Linked DNA regions of Nomascus leucogenys: region 1 is linked to region 2. A link is a contact called in public Hi-C data. All regions are on one chromosome and are shown on one strand. The core of a region is the stretch at or near the end of the contact, and the rest is flanking DNA. Distances in the headings are between cores, read along the strand shown.

Region 1 (6,712 bases), core at 1,659-4,158, 42 kb before region 2:
ATGGTTCGTTAGGTCCTTTCATGGCCTGAATGAAATAAATATATTTCAAAATACTACAGTACTATAGAGGCTGATTCTTTTTTTTTTTTTTTTCTTTTTGAGACAGGTTCTGGTCTGTTGCCTAGGCTGGAGTGGAAAGGCATAATCTCAGCTCACTGCAACCTTTGCCTCCTAGGCTCAAGTGATCCTCCCACCCCAGCCTCCCAAGTAGCTGGGACTACAGGCAAGCTCCACCATACCCAGTTAATTTTTTTGTAGAGATGGGGTCTCGCCATGTTGTCCAGGCTGGTCTCAAACTCCTGGGCTCAAATGATCTGCCTGCTTTGGCCTCCCAAAGTGCTGGGATTACAGGCGTGATCCACAGTTAGCCACTGTGCCTGGCCAGTTCCCATTTGATTTATTTATTTATTTATTTATTTATTCATTCATTCATTCATTCATTCATTTATTGAGATGGAGTCTTGCTCTGTCACCCAGACTGGAGTGCAGTGATGCTATCTGGGCTCACTGCAACCTCTACCTCCCAGGTTCAGGTGATTCTCCCGCCTCAGCCTCTCGAGTAGCTGGGATTACAGCTGTGCGCCACCATACCCAGCTAATTTTTTGTATTTTTAGTAGAGACAGGGTTTTGCCATATTGGCCAGGCTGATCTCGAACTCCTGACCTCAGGTGATCTGCCCGCCTCGGCCTCCCAAAGTGCTGAGATTACAAACGTGAGCCACCACACCTGGCCCCCATTTTAAATTAAATACTTCTTTCCTTTGACAAAATTAATTCTAGATGAGCAAAGATGTAAACATACTACAAAACCAAAACCAGTCAGGCGCGGTGGCTCATGCCTGTAATCCCAGCACTTTGGGAGGCTGAGGTGGGCGGATCATGAGGTCAGGAGATCGAGACTATCCTGGCTAACACAGTGAAACCCCGTCTTCACTAAAAATACAAAACATTAGCTGGGCGTGGTGGCACGCACCTGTAGTCCCAGCTACTCGGGAGGCTGAGGCAGGAGAATCTCTTGAACCCGGGAGGTGGAGGTTGCAGTGAGCTGAGGTTGCGCCATTGCACTCCAGCCTGGGCAACAAGAGCAAAACTCTGTCTCAGAAAAATAAAAAAAAAAAAAACAAAATACCCTGCAAACAAAGAAACAAAACCAAAACCAAAACACCTATAAAAATCCTAAGAGGAAACATGGAAAATAAAAGGAAAAAATCAGAGTCAGGGGGGCTTTTTAGGCAAGACCCACAAGACTGATAAATGGACTACAGAAAAGTGTCTGTTTGAAAAAATGCCATAACAAAGCTATATAAAATATCTTTGATATGGTTTGGATTTGTGTCCCTGCCCAAATCTCATGTTGAATTGCAACCTCCAACCTCCAGTGTTGGTGATATGGAAGTGGGGGCAGGGAAGTGCTGGCTAGAGAAAGGCAGGTCCCTGGTGAGGGCTCCACCCCTAGGCCTGTGCCTGCGGACCTATGTGAGAACTGGGACTCCTGCCTTCGTGCCCAAATGTTGCATTTCCCAGGACCACCCTGACCCACCGCACCCCCATCCTGTGCCTATAAAAACCCCCAAGACCCTAGCAGGCAGGCACCCCAGCGGTTGGATGTCCAGAGAAACACATTGGCAGAGGAATACACAAATGGCTGGATGTTGAGAGGATGTCAAGAACACATTGACAGGCACGCTGGCATGCCAGCAAGCCACCAACCAGCAGAACGACGTGGAGTTTGGGGGGGGGGGGGGCGGTTGGAGGAGAGCCCGGGCCGCTGAGCGGCCCGACTCCAGGAGAAAACCATCTCCCTTCTGGCTCCACCATCTGCTGAGAGCCACTACCACTCAGTAAAACCTTGCACTCACTCTCCTAGCCCACGTGCGATCTGAGTCTTCCAGTACACCAAGGCAAGAATCCCAGGATACAGAAAGCCCTCTGTCCTTGTGATGAGGCAGGGGTCTAATTGAGCTGACTAACACAAGCCGCCTGTGGATAGCTAAACTAAAAGAGCACCCTGTAACACACACCCACCGGGGCTTCAGCTGTAAACATTCACCCCTAGACACTGCCATGGGGTTGGAGCCCCATAGCCCGCCTGTCTGTATGCTCCCTGAGAGGTTTGAGGAGTGGGGCACTGAAAAAGTGAGGCACACCCCCATTGCATGGCCTGCGAGGGGGACAAGGGAACTTCTCTTGTTTCACTGGGAGGTGATTGGATCATGGGGGCAGATTTCCCCCTTGCTGTTCTCGTGATAATGAGTGAGTTCTCACGAGAGCTGGTTGTTTAAAAGTGTGTGGCATCTCCCACCTTCTCTTCCTCCTCCTTGGCCTTGTAAGATGTGCCTGCTTCCCCTTTATGTGCCTGCTTCCCCTTTACGCCATGATTGTAAGTTTCCTGAGGCCTGCCCAGCCATGCTTCCTGTACAGCCTGTGGAACGGTGAGTCAATTAAACCGCTTTTCTTTACCCAGTCTCAGGCAGTTCTTTATAGCAATGCTTGAATGGACTTATATAGAAAATTGGTACCAAGAAGTGGGGGCATTGCCATACAGATAGCTGAAAATGTGGAAGTGACTTTGGAACTGCATACCAGGCAGAGGTTGGAACAGTTTGGAGGGCTCAGAAGAAGACAGGCAGACTTGAGGCCAGGAGTTCAAGACTACCCTGGGCGGCAAAGCAAGATTCCATCTCTACTAAAAAATAAAATATATATATATATAAAAGAGGCTTCTTCTGAGAAAGAAAATATAGAGCACTTGAAGTGTTCAATTGTGCAAAAAAGTTCAGAATAGCCCAGATTGTAGGGGCTTACTTTAAAATAAATTTAACTGCCTACTTACTAGCAGCATATGAACATTCACTTGTGGGGAAATTCTAGATACACTGCTATGAAAAAGTCCATGAATTCTCTGTGTCAATGATGAAAAGAGCGGAAAAGGAAAAGACAGGCCCTGGCAAGTGTGGGTGGCACTAATGCCAGCTTGGTGGTCTGATGGAGTTTTTTGAAAATGATCACATTTGTAAAATGGGTTTAAAACAATATTTTGACTAGTCATTTCATGTCTGAAAAGGGTATTATTTTGGAATTTCCTCCAGTGTTTAAATGCTTTGTGTTTTGAACACACTGATTGATTACTTAATCTACAGCTGCTTCTGGGCGCTCAGCAATTTTCCCTGTCTTGTTGCTATGAGACGAGGACTTCTCTGAATTCGCCAGTGTGACAGGCATCGTGAAGAGGTGGTGGGCTCTGTCCACAAGTCACAGTGCCATCAAGCGGTCATTCTGTAAAACTGTCAGAGGAAGTCGGTTCGTTTCCACTGTTCTCTAATTACCGCACTCTAAAGTCATCATTTTCACAGATGAATTAGCAGGCTAAATGAACAGTGAAGGCTTATGTATTCCTTTCATATTCTCCTGCACACAGTTTGGATTTTTAAAAATCGAATACATCCAGCCTGGCCAACATGGTGAAACCCCGTCTCTACTAAAAATACAAAAAAATTAGCAGGGCGTGGTGGCACGGGGCCTGTAATCCCAGCTACTCAGGAGGCTGAGGCAGGAGAATCGCTTGAACCTGGGAGGCGGAGGTTGCAGTGAGCCAAGATGAGTGCAGTGGCAGATCTCAGCTGCAACCTCAGCCTCCTGGGTAGCTGGGACTACAGGCACGTGCACCACACCTGGCTGATTGTAGAGACGAGGGGTCTCACTATGTTGCCCAGGCTGGTCTCAAACTCCTGGGCTCAAGCGATCTGCCTGCCTGGCCTCCCAGAGTGCTGAGGAATAAATAAAACTAATGTATTAAAAAATAAATGAATCAGGCCGGGTGCCGTGGCTCATGCCTGTAATCCCAGCACTTTGGGAGGCCAAGGTGGGGGGATCACAAGGTCAAGAGTTCGAGACCAGCCTGGCCAATATGGTGAAACCCCATCTCTATTAAAAATACAAAAATTAGCTGGGCTTGGTGACACATGCCTGTAGTCCCAGCTGCTTGGGAGGCTGAGGCAGGAGAATTGCTTGAACCCAGGAGAAGGTGGTTGCAGTGAGCCGAGATTGCACCACTGCACTCCAGCCTGGGTGACAGAGTGAGGCTCCGTCTCAGATAATAAATAAATAAATAAATAAATAAATAAATAAATAAAACCACAGCAAGCCAAATGGCAAAGTTGAAAGAAAGTTGAGGCCGGGTGCGGTGGCTCACGCCTGTAATCCCAGCACTTTGGGAGGCCAAGGTGGGCGGATCACGAGGTCAGGAGATCGAGACCATCCTGGCTAACACAGTGAAACCCCGTCTCTACTAAAAATACAAAAAATTAGCTGGGTGTGGTGGCGGGCACCTGTAGTCCCAGCCACTCAGGAGGCTGAGGCAGGAGAATAGTGTGAATTTGGGAGGCAGAGCTTGCAGTGAGCAGAGATGGCACCACTGCACTGCAGCCTGGGGGACAGAGCGAGACTCCATCTCAAAAAAAAAAAGAAAGGAAGTTGAACTGGTGGGTAGGAGACATTGTAGGTTAGCCCTAACTTCACCTCTCTTGGTCTCAATTTCTGCTTCTAACTAATGAAGGGCTTGGGCTAGGTCTCCCAACATCCCGTCTGCTCTAAAAGTGTCTAATTCCTTGCTTCTTTTATGTATGGTTTTCAGAGGAGCATAACCTGGAAGCGGATCCTGGTCAGGTCTCCCCAGCTGAGCTTGGTTATGTGGCTTCAGAGTGAGCTTGCGCAAATGGCAGCAAGTATGGAAGGGGGGAGGTGAAATTGCCAGCAGTCTCTGGCAAACGACTCCACTCCCCACTTGCTTGGTGGAGATGGGCCTCCACCAAGGATAAAATTGTCATTCCTGAGGGAGAAGTCTGGCCTGGGGTATCAGCTCCGGGCATGGGGGCTAAGCCTGTGATGAAAGGCTCCCAGGCAAACGCACCTGCGCAGGATGTGCTTATTGGCTCTGCAGCAGGCTGGACATTAATGTATTCAATGAAGAGGAGAAGAAAGGGAGAATTCAAATTCTACTCAGAGGATACATCCCTGTCCCTTCCCTGCCCACCGACGCTTTATGAGAACCTGGAGCCAGGTAGGAGAACTGCCTCTACTGTGGAGGCTGCTTCCCGCTGCTGCCTTTCTTGGACTCCTGTTTGAAGGGCCACATGAATCTGGGTGTGTGGTGCACCTCATTGTCTCTCTGTGGCTTAATTCTGGTTCTTGTGGAGTAAATGTGAGGTGTAGTGAATGCTGTTCTTGTGTTGCGGGACTTAAGCAAATTTTCATCCATCTGTGCCTTATGTGAAGCCTCTTCCAAATTCAGGATCAAGAGAAACACCAGGCATGCTGAATATTAAGCTAAACAGAAATGCAGTGAATTACCAACACCCTGAGAGAACATAGCTGAATTAATACAGGTCATGCAACTTTGGGGCTCTCTTGATTGTGACTTAATACTCTTAATTTGTCATTATTTGGGGGATTAAAAAATACCTTCTGGCAGGGATGGTGGCTCGTGCTTATAATCCCAGCACTTTGGGATGCTGAGGCGGGTGGATCACTTGAAGCCAGGAGTTTGAGACCAGCCTGGCCAACATGGAAAAACACTATCTCTACTAAAAATACAAAAATTGGTCGGATGTGGTGGTTGTAGGCCCAGCTGCTTGGGAGGCTAAGGCACGAGAATCGCTTGAACCTGGGAGATGGAGGTTGCAGTGAGCTGAGATCGTGCCACTGCACCCCAGCCTGGGTGATAGAGCGAGACTCTGTCTCAAAAAGAAAAAAAACAACAACAAACTGTTTACACAAGAGCTTGTATCACATTGTCTCACTGAATATTCACCTACTGTAGTAAACTCCCAGAACATTAGACACAATAGAGCTTAGAAATCACCTGGTGTAATTCTTCTCAGTTTAAACCGAGAACTATAAATATATAAAAACAAAATGGAAACAAACTTTTCACACTGTAACTCGAAAAAATAATAGTTCACTTAAAAAGACAAAAAATAAAACTACGGCAGGGGTCTCTTCCATATTTTAACAAGTCTGAACCATGAAATTCAAGGGCTAAGTGAGGTAAATATCTGGCACATTTTGTTGTTTTAGAGCCATTTGCTGATGGGATAAGAATGTGAGGAGAACGGGAAAAGGGAGAAAGAAAAATATATTATTTCTATCTTTGGAATTTGCGATTGAACAAAGCATCTCAACTTAAAAACATCAGCTCTGTAAATGTTTTGTAGATTAAATGTTTTGTTATTCTTTGTCCCAAATATCAAAACGTAATCTTGTCTCATTCCCCTGTGTCTGGGAGGTAGGAAGGTACAGGTTTCCCTCCTTGTCGCAAACATTCTGCAGCACAAGTCCAAGAACCTAGCTACAGCCAAGGAACAGGTGAAGGCCAGCTCATTACATTTCAACTAGACCTTTTTAAAGAATCACCAGTGAATCTTAAATTCAGCTGATTTTTTAAAATTGAAAATAAAAAAGAGGCCAGGTGCTGTGGCTCACGCCTGTAATCCCAGCACTTTGGGAGGCCGAGGCAGGTGGATCTCCTAAGGTCAGGAGTTCGAGACTAGCCTGGCCAACATGGTGAAACCCCGTCTCTATTAAAAATACAAAAATTAGCTTGGCGTGGTGGCGGGCACCTGTAATCCCAGCTACTTGGGAGGCTGAGGCGGGAGAATCACTTGAACTTGGGAGGCAGAGGTTGCAGTGAGCCGAGATCACGCCATTGCACTCC
Region 2 (6,147 bases), core at 2,957-5,456:
ACTGGTACAATATGAAAGTTTCTGAAAAAGGTCCAACAGGTATTTGATATCCACAGAGCACAAGAGACCTAATTATAGTTTTGTTTTTTTTTTCTCCAACTGGGCTTAAGCCCCTTTCTCCTTTGCTTTCTGAGCAAAAGTACTACTGGCCTCCAGCAGCTGAAAAAGCCCTTAAGAAACTGAAGCATTACTTGTCTTTGGCTCTAGTCCTGGCTCACTCTAACTCATAAAAACCTTTAAAGACACAGACCAATCTGTCCAGCATTCCTGTCGGTCCCAGGAAGATTCTCTGTCACTCATGTGTGCCTGCTTTTCAAGAAAAGGAACCCAATTAAAGACAGGTAACTTCACGTGGCAAAAGATATTCTTGGCCATTATCACTACCTTTTTTGTCCTATGTTCAATAACTAAAGTAGTATGGTGATTTCAACTTCTGAATTATTTATAAACCTAGAAACCAGAATTGTCCTACTAGCAAGTAACTTGTCTCTTAAAAGCTGAAATTGCTGGCCATGCCACTTCTATTCCAAGTGATTTTCTGTTCCTTGAAAGGCTACAAAGGCAGGCTTGAACCTCACCTTTCTCATCTGTTAATAATAACAAAACCACTTGTGTGGTCATAGCAGCCACATCAACCCTGATAGGCTACAGGAAAACACTTCATTATCAATGCCCTGCTGCACGTGCATTCCTGTGTATAGCAGACTCTCATTGGAAAAGAACCCACATTTCAATCATGCCTTGATGCCCTCCCCAACCAATGAGGTATTGCAGGTTGTAAAGGTCCACCCCAACCCACTACTGCCATCAGCCCTGCTGATGGCCCAAGATTCACCATGTGTAATGCAATAAAGACATCATTATCTGTGTTGCCTGTGCTAGATCAAAAGACCAGCTTGGGAGACTGAAACTCTTCTATCTCTACAGCTAAGCCTGTGTATCCTGGCAATTATACTAATGGCTTTATCAATGACCTTTCCCAAATTAGTATGTTAACCCCATTCTTATCACAGTGGCCTCCCTCCTGAATAGAGCTCATGATGCCCTACTTATCTGCCTGTCTCAAGCTCTAAACTTCATTCCTCCAAACGTGTTTTCCAAAACGTAGTCTTGCTCTATCGCCTAGGCTGGAGTGCAATGGCGCGATCTTGTCTGACTGCAACCTCCGCCTCCTGGGTTTAAGCAATTCTCCTGCCTCAGCCTCCAGAGTAGCTGGGATTACAGGAGCGTGCCACCACGCCCAGCTAATTTTTGTATTTTTAGTAGAGACGGAGTTTCACCATGTTGGCCAGGCTGGTCTCAAACTCCTGACCTCGTGATCCCCCTGCCTCGGCCTCCCAAAGTGCTGGGATTACAGGCGTGAGCCACCATGCCTGGCCCTAGAGGGAACTCTTAAAGCAGTGGCTGTCAACCTTAGTTGCAAAATGGAGAGCTTTAAGAAAGTACTGATGGCCAGGTGTGGTGGCTCACGCTTGTAATCCCAGCACTTTGGAAGGCCGAGGCGGGTGGATCACGAGGTCAGGAGATCGAGACCATGGTGAAACCCCGTCTCTACTAAAAAATACAAAAAATTAGCTGGGCGTGGTGGTGGGTGCCTGTAGTCCCAGCTACTCGGAGAGGCTGAGGCAGGAGAATGGCGTGAACCCGGGAGGCGGAGCTTGCAGTGAGCCGAGATTGTGCCACTGCACTCCAGCTTGGGCGACAGAGCGAGACTCCGTCTCAAAAAAAAAAAAAAAAAAGTACTGATGTTTGGGCTCCACTCGCAGAGATTCTGATTTAATTGGTCTAGGGTAAAGCCAGGGCATTAGGATTTTTTTAAGCTCCCAAGGTGATTCTAATGTGTGGGCATGGTAGAGCACCTGTCTTTTTTTTTTTTTTTTTGAGACGGAGTCTCGCTCTGTCGCCAGGCTGGAGTGCAGTGGTGCGATCTTGGCTCATTGCAAGCTCCGCCTCCCGGGTTCACGCCACTCTCCTGCCTCAACCTCCCGAGTAGCTGGGACTACAGGTGCCCACCACCACGCCCGGCTAATTTTTTGTATTTTTTTTTTTTAGTAGAGACGGGGTTTCACCGTATTAGCCAGGATGGTCTCGATCTCCTGACCTCGTGATCCGACCGCCTTGGCCTCCCAAAGTGCTGGGATTAGAGGCGTGAGCCACCGAGCCCGGCCTGGTAGAGTACCTGTCTTAAAGCTCCCTAAATACAGACAGACCTAGGATGCATAGAGCATCCACAATTCAATTGGTAGGTGGCGTGTACTTTATACTAAGTTCTATGCTACCTCGTTTTGTCATTACAATAATCCTATGGCACAGGCACTATTATCCTTATTTTACAAATAGAGAAACTGAGATTCAGACAGTCACACAGAGTGATCGGCAGACCCTAAAGTCAAAGCCCAGGTCTGATTCCCAATTGTACACACTTTATATGACATCATATCGAGATGTCATGCCTCTCAGAGCTGGATGATCCCACTCCCTAAAACAAGACACCCAGGCTTCAACCCTGAAATCCTATTCCATTGCCTCCATGGATTTTTCCTGCAGCATTTTCCTATGCACTTCACACATACAGCGCAGCTGCCAGGATATACTTCAGGCTGCCAAAATGAAATGAAATCACTTTATTGGTAAGTGACTACCATGCCTGGCTCTTTACTGAAGTACTTCGATTCTATATATTCACACTGGGATCCTTCTCCATCACTGCTAGCTTCAATCCTGTGGCTTTCCATATTTAGTTTTTCTTACAGATAAAGTGATACTGTTTACCTATCAGCCATTCGTTTGTTGGAGTAAAATTACGTATTCCATCAGCATTCTTCTGCCTTGTACTCCAGATAGTATACAAAGAATCAAAATATACTAGCTAAGTGGCATAGAATTGCTGCCAATATCAAGATGGACTCTAATATCTAGTGAACTGGGAGGCTAGAGGCTAGAAGTATGTACTTTTGTAAGATGTCAGTGACACATCTGAGTAATGTGGTAGCTAAATGCCACCATTTCATTCCATGAAATCCACATTTCATTCCGGCTAAAGAGTAAAGCTGGTGAGAGGTGGGAGGGGCCAGGAGGCTCCATCGGAAGGAGGCAGACACTTCAGGTGTTGGGCGGTACCTTTAAGATGTTGCAGGGCCAAATCCAATGCCTGTGCATGTGTCCCATATATGCTGAGAGACAAAAAGAGGTCAGATTGGTCAGATCCCTCCAGACAGTTCCCAAATTCCTGACTTCTGTTACCGCGACTGTTCTTCCCAATTCCACCTCGGCCTGTGTTCAGGACTGTGGCTTTTAGAATCTTCCTCATTCCATTCCATTAGGGGCGTCCCGATTTCCACCTTATATACACCATGTACTAAATGCATGCCATTTCTGCCTGTTTACAAACATGCATAAGTTCACACTCTTTTAAGAAAAATGTCCTCTACTGTCAACTTCCTTCTAGTCTGGCCTCCCAGGTAGGCTAGAGCTATACTGCCTTGATTTACCTTCACTTACCTCTCAAATCTTCCCATCTTCTCCTTCCCACTGTATTACCTTAGCTCACACTCACATCCTCTTGGTCACCAGCCGAAAAATAAATAAAACTCCTTTGTCCCTTCAGATTTCTCTCTTATTCTACAGCCTCATTGATTGGCTCTCCCGCTCCCACTCCTTTACTACTTTATTCGCTGAAACCTCCCCTCACAGAGTTCACGGCCAATATAAAAACGGAAAGAAGGGATGACTTGTATGGTCATCCCTTTTGGTGGACTTTTGCCTGCAAAATCTCATAGAATGTGGTGGTGTGTACTTGAATCCATCACATCAACGCAACGGACACTCCCCAAGGGCCAAATTGGACCGCCTCTGACTAGGCGGAAAGTTTTGGAACTTTCGCGCGCTAAAACTGATGAGCCAGACGCATGCGCAAACGTACACTCCCGAGGTCGCTCTTCTCCTCAGGCAGATCTCGCGTGGTTTGGTGATGGCCGGCTAGTAGGAAGGTTTTCTGTGGCGTTGAGATCCTCCAGCCTTTTTTTTTTTTTTTTTTTTTTTTTTTTTTTTTTTTGCTTTCCCAGTGGATTAGGATTAGTGCTGCAGTCAAATGAAAAAGGTCAAGACAAAAAATTAGGCCACTATAACTAGCCGACAGGCTAGCGGCATTTCTCGGGGGCCGAGGAATTCCACGAAGATCTCTGCGGGGCCCGGTAGGCCGCGCAACTAGTTCTTCAGAAACAAAATTTTTTTAAAAAGTAAAAATAGAGGAAGTCAGCCAGTTTATCACCTTGGAACCAGCGTTTTGTTTGGCTTTTCCGCTTTTCACTCTACGAGAAAGCCCATTGGCGGCTACCCAGGTTACCGTCCTGTTGCCATTGCGCCTGCGCGGCGGTTTGTTTACCAGTCCAGGCGAAGCGCTGTGTCCCGGTTCTCGCCTCCCCGAGCGCCTTGGTTTGCTCCCTTGACGTGTAATTCATAATGAAAGTCATGTTTTCATTTGGGAGCACGGATCGGAGGTTTAAAACTGGACAGTTTAAGTGTCAACTTGAGACCAAAGAAAATAATGGTAGTGAAAACACTGGACACTCAGAAATCGGTGCCGCGTCAGAGCTGTCACGGAAGATGTTTATAATGAACCTGAGGAAAACAATAGCACCACCCTAACCAGAACTAAAAATTGGCAAGCAGCCACAGTTAATCAAACTCATAGGTGGCATTTAGTTACTGATTTAGAATGTAGGCCCCGTTATGGTAAAAATGCAAATAAGACCAAACCTAAGGTCATCTTGCTCGAGCAAACCTCAAGCAAAACCTACATGATTTAAGGCTGGCTCTTGAAGCAAGTAAAAAAAAAAAAAAAAAAAAGGCAGCCATGCAAAATTTGAAACTTAGAGACGACTCTAGAAGCATTAACCCAAGAAAGCACGAGCCAACAAACAAATTTTTGAAATGATTTGAAGAGCTCTTCAAAGTCAGTTTCAGGTGTCTTAGAAGAGGATGTTGCTTATAAAATGAGATCTGATGGAAACTTGTTTTACAGATATGACTGGATTTGTTTGAAAACAAAAAAAGGCAGGCAAAGTGACTTTTTAAAAAGTATTTTTATGGAAGGATTTCTAATGATACATTTTAATGTGCTCAAAAAACAACCTTAAATAACTGGTAGATTCAGCCAAACCTGGATCACTATTATCTTAGAGTTGGATAAAAGCATAAATGTTAACAATTTGGCAATTTTATTAGACTCTGTTATGTTTTTGAATGGTGAATTTGAAGACTTCAACTTGTAACAAGAAATTTTCTAAAAGGAAAGTGGGATTTTCAAGAGATATGAAATTAAGCAGAGAATATGTATGGACATGTGAGCAGATGGAACCAAATTTTGAAAGCTTTGCATGTGTCCAGCATCGGTCACAGAAAATCCTTTTATCTCAAGAAGCTAGCCTCTGGATTTTCTCATGTTCAATATGATAAAATTCAGTAAATCCAGCAGCTTGAATACCTTTTAACACAAATTTGTACCAAAATGGGAAGTAACTTTAAAATCCCGCTCCATTAGCTAGAGGTACTCTGACTTGGTTAAGGTAAGGTGAAAATCGGTTTTCCAAGCCAGTATTGAACTGGCATTTTCATCATGAAGAAAAAAAAATGCAGATAAAGTGAATGGGTATCTTGTTCACTTTAATGATTAAGACTAACTCAGAAAGCTGGCTTACTTTGTCAAGGCAAACAACCAGTATGAAACAAACTGAATACTCTCATTGCACATAATGAGAAGGCTTGAATGAAAATTAAGTATGGGAGTGGAAGAGCTGATAAAGAACAGTGACTTCTTTGAGACTCCTAGTTCATTTACATGAAAATTATAGTGTAAGAATAGTAAGTTGTCAAATAAAACATTTTTCTTCACTGAAAAAAAATCTTTGGTGAGTAATATAAACTGACTGATGGATTGGTAATTTAGTCTGCCCTGTGAGTCAGAAAATATGCTTACCAAAATTTCCACTATCCGTAGCTGAAAAAGTTAATCATGCCATTTCTTTAGCCAGTATTCTGGGCATGCTCCCCTGTGATTACCCTGATACTGTAAAGTAGTGAAAAAACTGATGCCATCTGTATCCACATATTTATGTGAATCTGAGTTCTCGAATTCTTGTGACCCCA

Evidence for each region. A called contact is a pair of places that touch in the nucleus more often than the background predicts.
Region 1: a Hi-C map of an unstated tissue shows a contact between it and region 2, with 1.7 times the contacts expected there. The contact joins two enhancer-like sites. A contact is called at or near these places in 2 of 4 Hi-C or Micro-C datasets (a lymphoblastoid cell line and an unstated tissue).

What each region holds. Positions count from the first base shown.
Region 1 is chr23:21,163,672-21,170,383 of Asia_NLE_v1, reverse strand. No RefSeq gene overlaps it. Among named protein-coding and RNA genes, the nearest start is that of GPR19, 29 kb to the right of the region's middle. Within about 2 kb of position 2,908, the one cell type or tissue checked has an H3K27ac peak away from gene starts, as active enhancers do. A contact at or near this core is called in a lymphoblastoid cell line, where this site is marked.
Region 2 is chr23:21,123,845-21,129,991 of Asia_NLE_v1, reverse strand. No RefSeq gene overlaps it. Among named protein-coding and RNA genes, the nearest start is that of GPR19, 11 kb to the left of the region's middle. Within about 2 kb of position 4,206, the one cell type or tissue checked has an H3K27ac peak away from gene starts, as active enhancers do. A contact at or near this core is called in a lymphoblastoid cell line, where this site is marked.